Regions from separate parts of the Mus musculus genome. Here region 1 is linked to region 2. Evidence: chromatin contacts called from public Hi-C data. All regions are on one chromosome and are shown on one strand. The core of a region is the stretch at or near the end of the contact, and the rest is flanking DNA. Distances in the headings are between cores, read along the strand shown. Region 1 has its middle 12 kb from the start of Sod3. Region 2 holds the start of Zcchc4 (zinc finger, CCHC domain containing 4).

Region 1 (4,212 bases), core at 106-2,605, 430 kb before region 2:
GATGAATGAATTCAACCATTCATTTGGAAATGTAAATGCTAGCTGGCTAGAGAGGAAAAGAAAAAAAAAAAAACAAAAACAAGTCTTGTTTTTCACAAACAGCAGCCAAGAAGTGCCAGTACCATCACCATCACCATCACCATCACCATCACCACCACCACCACCACCACCATCACCATCACCATCACCATCACCACCACCATCACCATCACCATCACCATCACCATCACCACCACCACCACCACCACCACCACCACCACCACCACCATCACCATCACCATCACCATCATCATCATCATGTTTGGGGGCATTTTACATTTTGGAAATTATTTATATAACATGGGTGATTCAGCCGTCAACAGTTCCTCCTTTGCCTTTCTTTCCTAAGGTCTCATTTCAGGCTCTGTATTTTACCACTGGACTTGGGGTACAGAGAGTCCCCAAGGAAAGTTCCTAATGAATCTAGCTCAATTGGCATGCGGCAGTCCTGTAGGATGGCTGATTCCATAGATGGAAGAAAGGAGGTGCTTGGAGCCCAGATGTTTCTGCATATCTTTTTTTTTTAATCCCTCTGGTCTTAATACTCTATAATTTGATTTAAAAACTCAGTTTCAGCCTGGGTTTGAGGCCAAAAAGAATACAAGTTTTCTTACCCTGGGAGGAACTGGCCTTTATAGGGTATTGTTCAAAACAGGTTTTCCCTTTCCCCACTCTGGGCACCAGATCCCAGACTACAGTTTACAATCGAATCAACTCAGAATGTCTGCCAGAAATGCTTTTGGCTGAAAATAATGGAAAATATGACAAGAAGTTTCTGAGACACTTGGTCAGTTGTCACAGAGAAAAACAAAGTCTGGAGCCAGTAGGTGGGTCTTGTTGTACCAGCGGGACTCACAGTGTCAGTGACTTTTAGCTTCTCTCAAGTGATCCTGTAACTGCCCATGACTATCTTTTATACTTCCCCTATATGCCACCCTATTTCTGGGAGGATAAAGGAAGAGAAATGTCCTATTTCCCAGATGTTTTGATGTCTCATGGCCAGAAACTAAGTCACAGGGCATCGATACAAATAATGAGTCTGGCAGGACAAGCCTCCTTTTACTCTTGGAACAAAATGGAGTTTCCTTTGCTAGGTCTGAAGGAGGGAGGATGTTGGGTAAGTAGCCGGCACTGTCTGCCACACTGGTGCTGGAATTTCCCTTTAGGTCTTTAACGTATTCTGGAAGTTCTCTAATTTGAGAGCATATAAAGACAGTGAGATCAGTTGGGATTGACAAGTTTATCCTACAGAATTAAAGTGCTCATAATTACCCAAGAACAGAAAGGTCCCAAACTCCAGCCTCTGGCACCAGCGACACTGAAGTCAGGCTGTGGAGTTCCTGATCTCTGAGAAACAATGAGAAAAGTCTTAGCAAGCTACAGCCCAGGGAATGTTTCTGTCTGGACTGTCTCATCCCTTGTCATCCACCCTGCTTCCTCTTGTTCTCAGTCATATACAAGACACATGGATACACTGTGTTCTCTCTACCCATCCCAGTCATACATACATACATACATACATACATACATACATACATACATACATTCACCTACTCTACCCCCACTTTTATTCATTCAATTTAAGTTTTCTGAATTCAGTCAAGTAACAGTCTTACAACAGTACTTTTTAAAAAATCTTTGCTAGACTATTGCTAAGGCTATTGCACAGGTCTGTGTAAGCATCCTTTAGTGTACTTGCAAAAGGACATTTTTCTTTCCCCACATCAGGCTATGTGGTTAGTTTCTCTGCTCCCAACAAGCTGCAATCCTCAACTTGAGTGGAGGAATTCTGAATCTGCTGTGGTTTGACCATGACCACAATGCTTTTTGAGGGTTACTTGGGAAAATTCTCTTTAGAGCTAGCTCTAACTTTATAGCATAATGCAATGTTCAGAGTTGGATAGTTAAACTATGACTCGCCTTCCTTTAACCAACACAGTCAGCTCTGAAGCACCGGGTTTTGCTACTGAGCCCCATGAGGGTAGGTGGTATCTCTATTTTCATGCAGAGAGAACACAAGAACAAGAAAGAAAAATATTAAAACAGCATTGCATTCCTCTCAGAGCTCAGACACAGACGTCTGGGCCATCACCCAACCTTCCCAGGAATCGTCTTGCTTTTCCAAGAAACGGAAGGGATTTTCCATCCTGTGGGAATAGGAAGTGTGTGCTGAGGTGACTACTTAGCTCAACCCATTCTAGGACGAGGCCACAGACCACACATCAGCGTGAAATAGATGCTCATTTCTCAAAATTTTAGAAACCCGAGCCCAAGATCAAGGTGTCTCCCCGGCCCTTCCGGCTCACAGGTGCCATTTTCTGAGAGACTGAGTGACAGACAGAAGGAGTTCTGATCCATCTTCCTCCTTCTCCAAGGACATACATTCCATCTTGGTGTTGACTTTCCACAGCTCTCACTAACGAATCCCTTCACGTGGAGCTTAGGAGCTGAGGGAATGGGTGAATGGCCGCGAGTGAGTGAAGAACACAGAGGAGGAAAGCCAGGGAGGAGGTGGCTTGGTGACTCTTGTTTTATGACAGTCACCCCCAGCTCAGCGGCTTCTAAATAGTCATCCTTTCCCCTTTCTTCAAGATTCTAGCAGGCGCTTCCTTCATCTTATCTAGTGTTGGTCTTGTAGGTGTCGACTGGAGATTTTGGCCTCAGAAAACAGAAGCCATGGCCCTCTCCCATATGCCCTCTCCTCCTCTGAGGCCTCTTCTGGGGTCTGGTCTGCCTCATAGGAAATGTAACTCCTCTAGCAACTCAAAATTCTCCAAAGGTCCCAGGCCCTCTACTACCCAAGCTCAGAAATCCAAAAGCAGCATCCTGTCTCTTTACAATTCTCTCGATCAGAGGCCAAACTCAGACCAGGAGGAAGGCAATAGAGATACAGATGCCATGGGATCTAGTGTCCCCCAGAAGAGACAAGAGTGCACCGGACAATACTGCCTCTTTCCAGCTTCAGTTGTGGCTGGCATCAAACCTTCAACAGAAAGAACCAGTGGAGAAGCAACTCTGCCTTCAGGCCTGTGGGATTCAATACTGGATTGTGTAAGACTTTAGAGTCAAACTCAGAGCCACAGAGACCTCACGATAATGCACTCATTTCCTCTTCTCCACATTCATTTTAAATAATCCTTCCCTTGGACTGAGGACAAAGCCTTCCGGGAACATTTGAAGTAAATTCGGGGGAATGTTCTTGATCTGCTATGGCCAAAGAGGACTTCATGGCCACCTGTAGCAGAGCCTTATTTAAACAAAATGTGTTGATTATTTTTAGCATAACTTAAGCCCCGGGAGACTAATGAGGTGTTAACAGTGCGTGTTAATTATGTGATTTCTGTTGTCTTCATTAAAGCTAGGATTCTCAATCCTATTTGCCACCTGAAATCCCAGGAGAGCCCCGTCACTTTTCTGACCCGGCATACTTTAGTTCCCTGTGGTTCATGCAATCACAGAGACAGAGTTCCATTCCCCTGAGGAGAATCAGTTGAGTGGCTCACACATTCGGGAGACCTTGGGTTCCCCCTTTCTCAGCCCTTTCCATTTTTAATCTCCGTTATTAGTTGTTAGATCTGACAGAAAGTTCACTGTGCAGGAAGCTGGTGACAGGAGCTCACGCTGGATCATTTAGGACTGACTGTCCTTCACAGAAAAACAAACAAACAACAACAACAACAACAACAACAAAAACAAAAACAAAAAACTGCCATAGAGGCTGAAAACCAGGAGGAAGCTGAAATCAACCGCCATTGCGTTTCCTAAGCATTTTAATTAACCAAAGAAGTGTGCTGCAGTCGTGCGTGGCTCTGATTATTTTAAACTTCTGCAATCTATGCTGGAGTTCTGTCCCGAGTGACAATATGTCCCATCCAGAATATCTTTCCTTACAAGAGATAATCACCTGTCGTAGGACTCATTTGAAGGGGCAGCGAGCATCCCATTCCTGGCTCTGTCTGCATTGCCAGAGCTTGAGAGTCGGCTTAGTGATGGTGTTAGAGGCGTTATTGCCCGTCCAAGAGGTAATGGGGTTCTTAATGATGGCCTCATCGGGGCATATGAAGTTGTAATGAAAATAGCAGGTGAACGTGATTGGCAAACAGAACATTATGAGTCTCCTTAGTAATTAGAGTCAACTAAAAATGGAACGGGCTGTCACGGGAGGTGGTGAGT
Region 2 (4,245 bases), core at 1,104-3,603:
TCAGTCAGCTTGGAAAGGAGTTTGTGAGCCAGAACTGCTGGGTTGAACAGGCAGTTAGAGTTCAGAAAGAACAAGAAAGGGTGAGCTTATTCACCAAGAAGTCTCAGAAGCTGAAAACATTCTAAGTCCAGATATATGGAGGCCAGAAGCTTCCAGGACCAGGCCTAGGTCAGCAGATTGAGACCATAATCCTTCCAGACAACAGTTGGATAGGCAAATAAAAAGTACTTTTACATCTGTGACTGGAGTGGTAAAGCAAAAGACCATATTCTACCAAGCATCTGGAAATTTACAGGGAAGGCTAATAGGCAGAGCTACTTGTTGCAGAAAACACCATCCTTGTGGAAAAGGATGCCCCAGTAGTGACTACACATCTCCATCATGATGACTGTCGTATCAGTCATCTCTGTTGCTTGTGTTTGATAGGACCAAAGTTTTTCAACCAGAAGATAGAGACAATGCTAAGACATTCTCTACAAAAGATCTGGCTTCACTCATTGTGTTTGAAGGAGATTTGGAGAGTGGAGTTCTCTGAGGATAATGGGATAGTCTTCCTGGTACTTGTAGGATTTTACTGATTTGTCCAGAGACTCTGTGGGAAGAGTTTCCGAATTCATTGGGTCTTAGGATCAAACTCTGAGTGACAGGACAGGCAGCCAGAGTCCACCCCTGTGCTCGGGTCTATTTTCAGTTTCCATCAGAATCCTTCCAAGGATTTCAGAGTATTTCTGCCCCCAGTATTTCCCAGTATGAAGTAAAGACTCTATTAGGCAATAAAAACACTCATAACTTACTGATGATTATCATAACCCTGTTAGCAAATAAATACATAGATGTCTATCAACCATAGTTAACACCTCATAACATTCCAGTTACCGATGGGATGTGTACGTAAATGTTCCCCCACCCCACCCGCAAAAAAAAAACCCTAAAACCTAGGATCTTGGTGATGTTGTAGCCTCCCCAGTTTTTTAAATTTTACTCTAATGCCTATGCAATAAAATCCCCTAGTGGCAGAGTTTCTAGAATTTGTGCCTGTTGTAAACTGGTGAATAACTGTGTACCTAAATCTAAGGTGTGGGATTTTTCTCACCAAAGTTTTTCCTCAGAAAAGAGAAGACTGTATCATTTTTGAAGGCTGCTTTATTATCATAATTATATACCTCCTCATGTACCTTATTCAGATCAGAGTGTGTGCATGTGCATGTGTGTATACACGCATGTACGCGTGTTACAATTTGCAATTTCATTGACAGATGTGTGTATGAATGAGCCTTGACTACTACTACCACTGTTTGGAATTAGATAGACTGATCTCTCCCACTTGGTTATTTTCTTTTAAAATTATTTTAGCCATTTCTTTGCCTTTCCCTATAAAATTCAGAATAATACTTTGTATATCTGGCTGAGATTTTGCTAGAAACTGCACTCAACCTGTCTGCACTTAACCTGGTAGGAGGTGGCATCTTTACTGTGTTCCGTTTCCCGTGTAATGAACAGACCACGCTTCCACATTTATTTAGATCTTTCTTGATTTTTTTTTCAACCACATTTTCTAGTTTTCTGCTCATGAGACCTGTGTACGTTAAACAAATACATGCTTCTTTTGCTTGGAAATTCTAAGTGGTATTCTAAATTTTATGTTTAGACAATCACTGCCAGGGTATGTTAGTCTCATATCCTGAAACTTACCAAACTCAAGTTAACCTAGAAGTTATTTAAAAAGTGTACATTCTTTGATATTTTTTATGTAGACAACTGCCACTGGCAAATGGCGACATTCTTTTCCTGAGGTACAAACGAGAACGAGAATTCAATAATTACGTGTAAGAGCAAGTGTTAGATGAGCTCCAGGCATGGTGAGGCATGTGTTTGTAACCCCAGCATTTGGGAGGTAGAGGCAAAAGATTAGGAGTTCCAGGCTACACTCTGCTACTGGGGAGTTAGAGGCTAGCCTGGACTACATGAAACCCTGTCAGAGAACAGAACAGAACAGAACAGAACCAAACCAAAAGACTAGACAGTTCTTTGGCATTGTTAAACGCAATAGAGCTGCTGTGCTGTGTGGTTCAGCCATTGTTTACCTCTTTGTTGCTCTTTTGGATCTATAATCTAATCAGATCTTTGTTCTAAAGATTCATCTCTTCTCCTGGTTATAGGTGCTCTCTTGGCATAGGCCTTCCAGCTTCACCCCAGAACCCCCACGGGTGTGTGTGTGGGTGGGTGGGTGGGTGGGTGGGTGGGTGTCCTGCTTAGTTTCTCACTCTGGGTCTGACGGCGGCATGGCTCCTCCAGGACGCGTGGGGCGCTGTGGGTTCCGCGTGCCGCGGCGGCGCTCTTTCTCCGCCTCCTTGGTTGGGACAGAGGCTTTCGGGACTTCGGCAGAAAGATGGCGGCGCCCATGGACTGTCTTGAGTCCCTGGAGGGTGATGGCGACGCGGGGCGTAGGGCGTCCGGGGTAGAGGTGGCGCTTCCCTCGAACCCCACGGCTCCTGCCCCGCTGTGCCCGCACGGTGGGTCGGCGTCTGCGCTCAGCCTTGCCGGCGGCGCCAATGGCGAGGCTTGGGCTAGGTGCTCTGCGGGTTTTTCGGATTTGTGTCTGGAAGAGAAGGCTTTTTCCCACCCCCTCTTCCTTACCTTGTGTGATGCGTGAATAACACCCGGTTTCAGAAAGTGTTTGTCACTCTATTTAGTAAACCCCCAGAGAGGTCCTGGCTGCTGGAGCTTTGTCTCCAGAGCTGTTAGCATCTCTGCTTTGGGGGACAGGTTAGGGAGAAAGCCGAACGTAGAATGCACGGGGCTGAAGGCTTCTTGCTGACAAGTTCTTAGCGGAATTTAATTTGTTGAATTGATGGGGTTTTATTGTTTTGAAGTTAGAATAAACAACAAAACCCTGGAAGCCTAATTAAGTTTACTTCTTGCGGCTTTCCAACTGTAAAGCTCAGGGTTTCACTGAAAATGGTAACGGCAAACCTTGCAGTTCTCCGGGCTTTCCCCCTTGTTTTATTCGCGTTTGTTCTTTTAAGCATACTTTCGTCATGGACCCCAGCTGTTGACTATTGTAATGTAAACAGAAAGCATTTTCTTTTTGAAGAGAGCAGTTTTAAAAATTATTTCTAATATTCAAATGCATCAGTGTTGCAATGGAAGAAAATAAGATTTATCAAAGAGGATAGTACATTGAATTATAAATTATGTATAATGCCTAAATAAGTTTTATTTAAGGCAGAGAAACTTGGTGTAGACTACTGCTTGATACTTATTTTTTCTTCCTATTCTGGAACTAGGGCCTACTCTTCTCTTTGTAAAAGTGAACCAAGGGAAGGAAGAAACACGAAAGTTTTATGCCTGCTCAGCCTGTAGAGATAGAAAAGACTGTAACTTTTTTCAGTGGGAAGATGAAAAGGTACAGTAACATTTTGGCTAGTTTTACGGAGAATGAACCAGTAAACATGAAGTTTAAGCATTATATAAAAGGATTTCTTTATTTTAGTGCATTTGGTATTTTTAAAGATTTTTTTTTTCCTTTTTTTTTTTTTTTTTTTTTTTTTTTTTTTTTTTTTGAGACATTGTTTCTCAGTGTAGCCCTGGCTGTCCTGGAACTGATTCTGTAGACCAGGCTGGCCTGCCTTTGCCCCCTGAGTCCTGGAATTATAAATGTGTGCCATCACTGCCCAGCTTAATGATTAATTATGTGTATATGTGTGTGCACCTATTTATTGGTATGCACACATGAGTGCAAGTACCCATGGATATCAGAAGAGATCCTCCGATCCCCTAGAACTGCAGTTACAGTCAGTTATGAACCTCCTGATGTGGGTGTTTTAAATAGAGTTAGGTCTTAAGGTAGTGTTTGATCTCAACTACTGGGCCATCTCTCTCACCCCAAGATAAATATCTTAGGAGGGATGAAAATTTCATGCTTTGGATTTTGTTTTTAAATTCTGGGCATTAAAGTTAATACTTAACTCTGAACTTTGATACAGATGTGTTATTGTCTTAAATGAAAATTAGTTCCCTATAAGATTTGATGTGTTAGTATTGGGTAGTCAACTTACAACTTCAGTTTTGCTATTTATTAGTTTCTTTTGGTTTGTTTTTGGTTAGTTTTTGGTATCTTCCTGTGTAGCTCTGACTGTCCTGGGTCACTATGTAGACCAGGTTGAACTCAAATTCACAGAGCTCCACCTGCCTCTGCCTCCTGAGTGTGCCATTACTCCTTGCAACTTCTAGTTGGTAATGAGA

What was found. A called contact is a pair of places that touch in the nucleus more often than the background predicts.
Region 1: a Hi-C map of adipose-derived mesenchymal stem cells shows a contact between it and region 2, with 2.1 times the contacts expected there. The contact joins the enhancer-like site here to the promoter of Zcchc4 in region 2. A contact is called at or near these places in 2 of 39 promoter capture datasets (cranial neural crest and embryonic stem cells), 1 of 484 Hi-C or Micro-C datasets (adipose-derived mesenchymal stem cells) and 1 of 115 datasets of contacts at active chromatin or transcription factors (pancreatic cancer cells).

Annotation. Positions count from the first base shown.
Region 1 is chr5:52,349,861-52,354,072 of GRCm38.p6, forward strand. No RefSeq gene overlaps it. Among named protein-coding and RNA genes, the nearest start is that of Sod3, 12 kb to the right of the region's middle. Within about 2 kb of position 1,356, at least 16 of the 459 cell types and tissues checked have an H3K27ac peak or open chromatin away from gene starts, as enhancers often do. A contact at or near this core is called in adipose-derived mesenchymal stem cells, where this site is marked.
Region 2 is chr5:52,780,702-52,784,946 of GRCm38.p6, forward strand. Zcchc4 (zinc finger, CCHC domain containing 4) reads left to right here and starts at 2,354. Exons shown (of 13, transcript NM_001308144.1): 1 at 2,354-2,513; 2 at 3,288-3,406. The coding sequence starts at 2,390.